Regions from separate parts of the Capsicum annuum genome. Here region 2 is linked to region 1. Evidence: chromatin contacts called from public Hi-C data. All regions are on one chromosome and are shown on one strand. Each heading gives the region's core, a stretch centred on a gene start, on an enhancer-like site or on the middle of the called end of the contact. The rest is flanking DNA. Distances are from core to core; before and after follow the strand shown.

What was found. A called contact is a pair of places that touch in the nucleus more often than the background predicts.
Region 2: a Hi-C map of leaf shows a contact between it and region 1, with 2.4 times the contacts expected there. The contact joins the enhancer-like site here to the promoter of LOC107863129 in region 1. A contact is called at or near these places in 3 of 5 Hi-C or Micro-C datasets (bud, leaf and placenta).

The regions. Positions count from the first base shown.
Region 1 is chr3:228,940,837-228,943,576 of UCD10Xv1.1, reverse strand. LOC107863129 (histone-lysine N-methyltransferase ATX4) reads left to right here and starts at 1,339. Exons shown (of 23, transcript XM_047409427.1): 1 at 1,339-2,740. The coding sequence starts at 2,056. LOC124897084 (a long non-coding RNA gene) reads right to left here and starts at 245. Exons shown (of 2, transcript XR_007053673.1): 1 at 1-245.
Region 2 is chr3:228,986,617-228,989,594 of UCD10Xv1.1, reverse strand. No RefSeq gene overlaps it. Among protein-coding and RNA genes, the nearest start is that of LOC107863127, 27 kb to the left of the region's middle. Within about 2 kb of position 1,379, at least 3 of the 5 cell types and tissues checked have an H3K27ac peak or open chromatin away from gene starts, as enhancers often do. A contact at or near this core is called in leaf, where this site is marked.

The DNA of each region.
Region 1 (2,740 bases), core at 90-2,589:
CAAGGAAACTGAAATCAGAAGGGAGTCATCACTAGGGAAAGACAAACAAGATTTTTTTTTTTTTTTTTTCTATTAAAAATGTTAGGGAAAGATAAAAACCACCATCAGCCATCGTCAAATATGAGAGTAGTCCTAGACAACACCATTTCACTGTGCCTAGCAACTGTAGATGAAGAAGAATAACTGTTTGCCCAGAAAATACTTTTTACAAAATACCATTATTTATACAACACCACACAAGTCAGAGACAACACCCCAACCACAAAACCACCATGACCCCTCATCTCCAAATTTCCATCCTACTGGTGCCTATTTATAACTTAAATTAAAAGTATCCAATTTTTTTTTATTTTTTTAAAAAATGAATTGAACAAACGGTCACTAAATAAAGCTATCACGTCACAAAATAAACTCTCACAAACCAAACAACCTCTACAGCGAGCGCCGGCAAAGAAGATGAAAAACCGAACGTCTATCGAGACCAAAGTCGAATCCCACCTACTCCTTTCTGGTCGATTAAAATTGATGCAGTGAGTGCGGTACCTCAAAAAGAAATACTTGAGATGTCACCATTTGACTCCTTTCTCAATCGAGCTCGAGACACAAAACTTATTTTGCGCCATTCACAAGCTATTGAAGAAGAATAAATTTATCTAGTGCGAATTCAAAGAATAGCAGAGCGAAACACTTCATCTCCACTATTGATGTCCGGTAGCTAAAAAGTACAAAAACTCCGGTGAGTGACCAGCCAACAGAAAGTCTCAATCTTTACCAAAAAATTCCCACTTTCTTCAACACCCAATTCAATCCACCGACTAAATAAAAAGAAAAATCCATTAACAAAATCTCTTGTTCCAACTTGCACTTTTCACACTTAGGAGTTCGATGACCCATATTAGAACCCTGAATTTATTAACCTTCAAATTCTTAATATTATTTTTCACTGACTACTTACTAAAAATAGAAATTAACATTAACATTAACAAGATTAATCAATAATTCATCTCTTCCCTATTCCTGCTTCTTTTGATCATGGACGTAATAGCAGCTACTTCAAATCAGAATATGTCAACTTTCACCTTTAAAAATTTTACCTTTAAAAATTTTCTTGAACTTCGATTTTACGCACAATCAAAGTAAATATAAATAAAAATCTCATATTCATGAATTCTAAGTTCCAAATTCTGAACCCATTTCCATTTTAAAAAAAAAAAAAAAAAGAATATAATAAAAATTGATAAAACATGAAATTATCCGTTTCACTTTTTTTCTTCCAAGTTTCTTGGAGAACATTCTTACAAAAGAATACTTAAAAGACAACCTCTGCAACACCCAAAAAAAAAAAAAACATTTCATACGTTAATTAGCCGACTTCAATTTAGCCATGTCTCAAACTATATTTCCAACAAAAATGCAATCTTGGACTCCAATCACGTCTGGTCATGTTAGCAAATTTCTCCCTCGTATTACTATGTTGCTTTGCTTTACTCTTAACGCCAACTCCCCCCACCCACCCACCCACCACCCCACCCCAGTCATCCTTATTCCCTTTCCTCTCTAAACTTGCATTCTAATCTATACATTCACACAATCTACATCTATATTTGCACTTCAATTTCACCCAAAAAAAAACCAAAAATGCTCCTAAATTAATTCCCGCACCACGTCAAATTTGACAAATGTTCACACATTTTACATTTTTTTAATTAATATATAAAATCATTTCCCCTCTCTCTCTCTCTCATAGACAGTTTTGGGAAAAATTGCTGGAACAGAGATCCCTTTTTCTTTTCAGCTAATCAGATCTTCTCCTCAATTTCACTCTACTTTTATCTTCTTCTTCCTCCTATTTATTCATTTTCTCTCTCTTTCCCGCTGTTGTGATTGTTTTCTACTTCAATTTTTCTCTCTCCTTTTCACTTGGGCTGAATTTTCTTTGTATTTTTTCACTTGGGTTGTGAACAATTTTTGCTGGGTTTAATTTGATTCAGTCAAAATTAGGGTTTCGAATTGATTGGTGAATTGGGAATTTGGGGAAGCTGTTGTTTGTTTGAGATGATAATAAAGAAGAGCTTGAAAACGGTAATGCCGAGTTTGAAACGGTGTCGTATGGCTGATTCGGGTGGTGATGATAACGAAGACTTTTCTAATAATAATCGGAAGAAGCGGAAGACTAGTAACAGTAGTAGTGGGTATTACCCTTTACACCTACTTGGTGAGGTTGCCGCCGGTATAATTCCATTTAATGGATATAATATTAAGAAAATTTTAGCCGCCGGAGGTAACGGCGGAGCTACGGCGGAGGTGGCGGAGGAGTCGTGGTGTACGGAGGTGTCGCGTTGTGCTGGTGAGGCGGAGGCGGACTCGAATTCGATGCCGAAACAGAGGAGTAATTCGGTGCAGGAGGCTGCACGGCCGCCACTGGTGAGGACTTCACGCGGACGCATTCAGGTACTTCCGTCTAGGTTTAATGATTCGGTTCTTGATAATTGGAAGAAAGAGAAGAGTAAAACTAGTGTTAAAGAATCTGCTTTGGACCCTGAATTTGATCCCTATAGCGAAAAGGCTAGCTCGAGAAATGCTAGACGTGAAATTGGAAGTAAGAAGCACCAATGTCGTGTGTTGTCGCCCAATGGAACAGTAGAAATTGGGTGTAATGGATCAAAGAGGAAGTACTCTACTTCCCGGAGTACATTAACATCGTTACATGAGCGATTGGGAGATGCAGAGGAGTTTGATG
Region 2 (2,978 bases), core at 130-2,629, 46 kb before region 1:
AACACTTTTTTCAAAAAATTACAACTTATAGCAAAAGTAGCAATATTTTACCCACTTCATAATAATAGAAGAATATGTATTTTTCAGTTGTGCATATGTATTTATGAGTGATACATATATATTTGTATATGTATTTATATAGCAATATTTTACTTAAATACAAATACAATTTGCTATTTTTCATAATTATGAAATTGTTGCTATAAAAGTTATAATTAAGACTATAGAATTGCTATTTCTGAAATTTTCCCTAAATTAATTATGTGGGTTATAAAAATTTAGAAGACCTTGATCAAGAATGTAAGGTTACTTACTAGTTACTACCTTACTACTATATTTGGTTATGTCCTTTTCCACAAAAAGGTGAGTGGCATGGCCTCATCTTTATTCCCCTTAGCCAACAGGCCCACTCCCACTCCTCACGGATTTATTTTTGGAAAAATTTGAGAAATAGTAATTCTGTAGTCTTAATTATAACTTTTATAGCAACAGTTTCATAATTATGAAAAATATCAAATTGTATTTTGTATTTAAGTAAAATGTTGTTATATAAATACATATACAAATATATATGTATTACTCATAAATACATATGCACAACTGAAAAATACATATTCTTCTATTACTATGAAGTGGGAAAAATATTACTGCTTTTGCTATAAGTTGCAACTTTAAAGAAGTGTTGCTATTTATTGTAATTATAATCTTAAGGATGCTAGTTTGTGTAATTTTTCTTTTATTTTTATTAACATTTCTACAACATGAGTAATACAACAACTCAAGATAGGATAGTTAATTATTGAGAAGCCAATTTAATTCAAGTTCTGGTATATTATGAGTTCCAATTATAGTTCTTTGAATTAACTGTTGCTGGAAGAAGGTTACCAACTTTTCCACAACTTGGCATTTGGCATTGGTGTCAGCATAGAGCTAAATCTTCAAACACCATTTAACAATTCCAACTTGGTTAGGTTCATCCTCTAACAAAACTATCTAGCATATTCCTCAAGTTGTGGTACAGACCAGTGACAACAACGTAATGACACTTGTCCTGTGAAGTAAGAATGTGAATTTTCTCCTTACATCCTTCTTATTTTGTCTCATCCGATATTTGGCACCACTTTGTGGTTCAATTAATTTAAATTCGCATCCTACTTGAAAGTAAGACGCTCCCAATAAAAGATGATTTCATTCTTAGAGTCTAAACTCGAAATCTTTAATTAAGAATGAAGAATTTTATATCACTCTACCACAATATTTGATGATGTCCTTTTCCACACAAAATAAAAAAAAATAAAAAAAAAGAGGGACATTGACAATTATGGGAGGGGGCATATATGGCCTCGTCTTTATTCCCCTTACCCCAAAATAGGCCCACTCCCACTCCTCATTGCCTGCCTCATATAGTATGGTATCACAATAAAGGTTCTCATAACTCCATAATATTACTCCCTCTGTTACATTTTATCACGGTTTAAATTTCTATTTGATTGCAAATTCGGATATAAAAAATTGTATTAAAACAAAGTATACATGTTCGAAAATTATATAAACGTACTATAAATCATAATAATTAGCAACTTAAAATATCTAAGAAATACATAAAAAAACTTCGATCAAAGAAAAACTTGGTTGAAACTCCAACACTGACACATAAATTGAGAAGGATGGACATTTCTAGAACATGAGAGAGTTTATGGAATATACATAAAACATATGTATATTATACATAATAATTCTTCTTCTTTTTATGTATTTAGTAAGGGAATGTAATTGTTTTCGGATATGTCACTTTCCCTTCAAAAATTATTGAGAAGCCAAATTCAAGTTGTTGTATTACAGAATTCCAATTTTAAACTCTTTTCAATACCTTTTGTCCAACTAAATATTTCCTACTCTCTCGAAATTCAGCAACAAAAACAAAAAAGTAATGCAACAAATAATTTTTGGCTCACTAATTAAGTATCAAAACTTAAAATTGTGTTATTCAATATATTCTGAAGTTTCCAGCGTGTAATAAATTATTGAACAGGACAATCCAATACCATGGCTAAGTTGAAGGAAAATGAATCATTAAAAAAGAAATATGCAATGAGAACTCAGTTTTGTCCTATTTATTCTTCGGCTTAAAAGTTAACAACTTTTCCACTACTTGGCATACGTGTGTTCGATGACGAGCTATCCTTGTTCAAGGGTGTCAATTGATATGTTTTTCGATGAATATTATACTGTATAGATAAATAAAAAGTTCTCTATTCTAGTGGAGTTAGTATTCGCCCTTGAATTCCCTAAACACAAGATTAGACGATCTTATATGTTCTAATTTCCTTAGTTTTTTTTTTGTGTGTGTATTAATTTATTTTTATATATTTTGATTCTTACGTATGATGAACACACCCTCCAAGGTTCCAACTCAGTTAGGTTCATGTGGAACCAGTGTCTTCCAAAATTGGGCTCAAGCTATTCTTCAGGCAATCACATGATACCACGTGCCCTGTGAATTATGAAGTGATAATATGAACTAAATATTACACAAATACACAACTTATGTTTTCAATATTACAAACAATCCCAACTCTCTAATCATATTATAAAAATTTTAATATATACACAGAATGCTATGTATATGTCGGCTACGTTATGTATATTAATAGAAAAAAAAAGTAAAGTAATTAAAAAAATAGAAGAAAGTATAATTACTTCAAAAGGGTTGGTATTTATGTTATTTATACGTATATAATCATTTCATGTGTCCTTTTCCACAAAAAGGTGATGGACATTGACACTTTTGGATCTAAGATGGAACTAGGCATTTTTATCAGCCTTGCTTTATTCATTCACTAAGCCCAACAGCCCACATCTATTCTTGATGCCTACCTAATAGTAGTAATATACTCTGATACTAGAATACAACAATTAATATAGGTTCCCATAGTTCCATATTTGGTCAACATTTTTTTGGAAGTTATATAAGTACA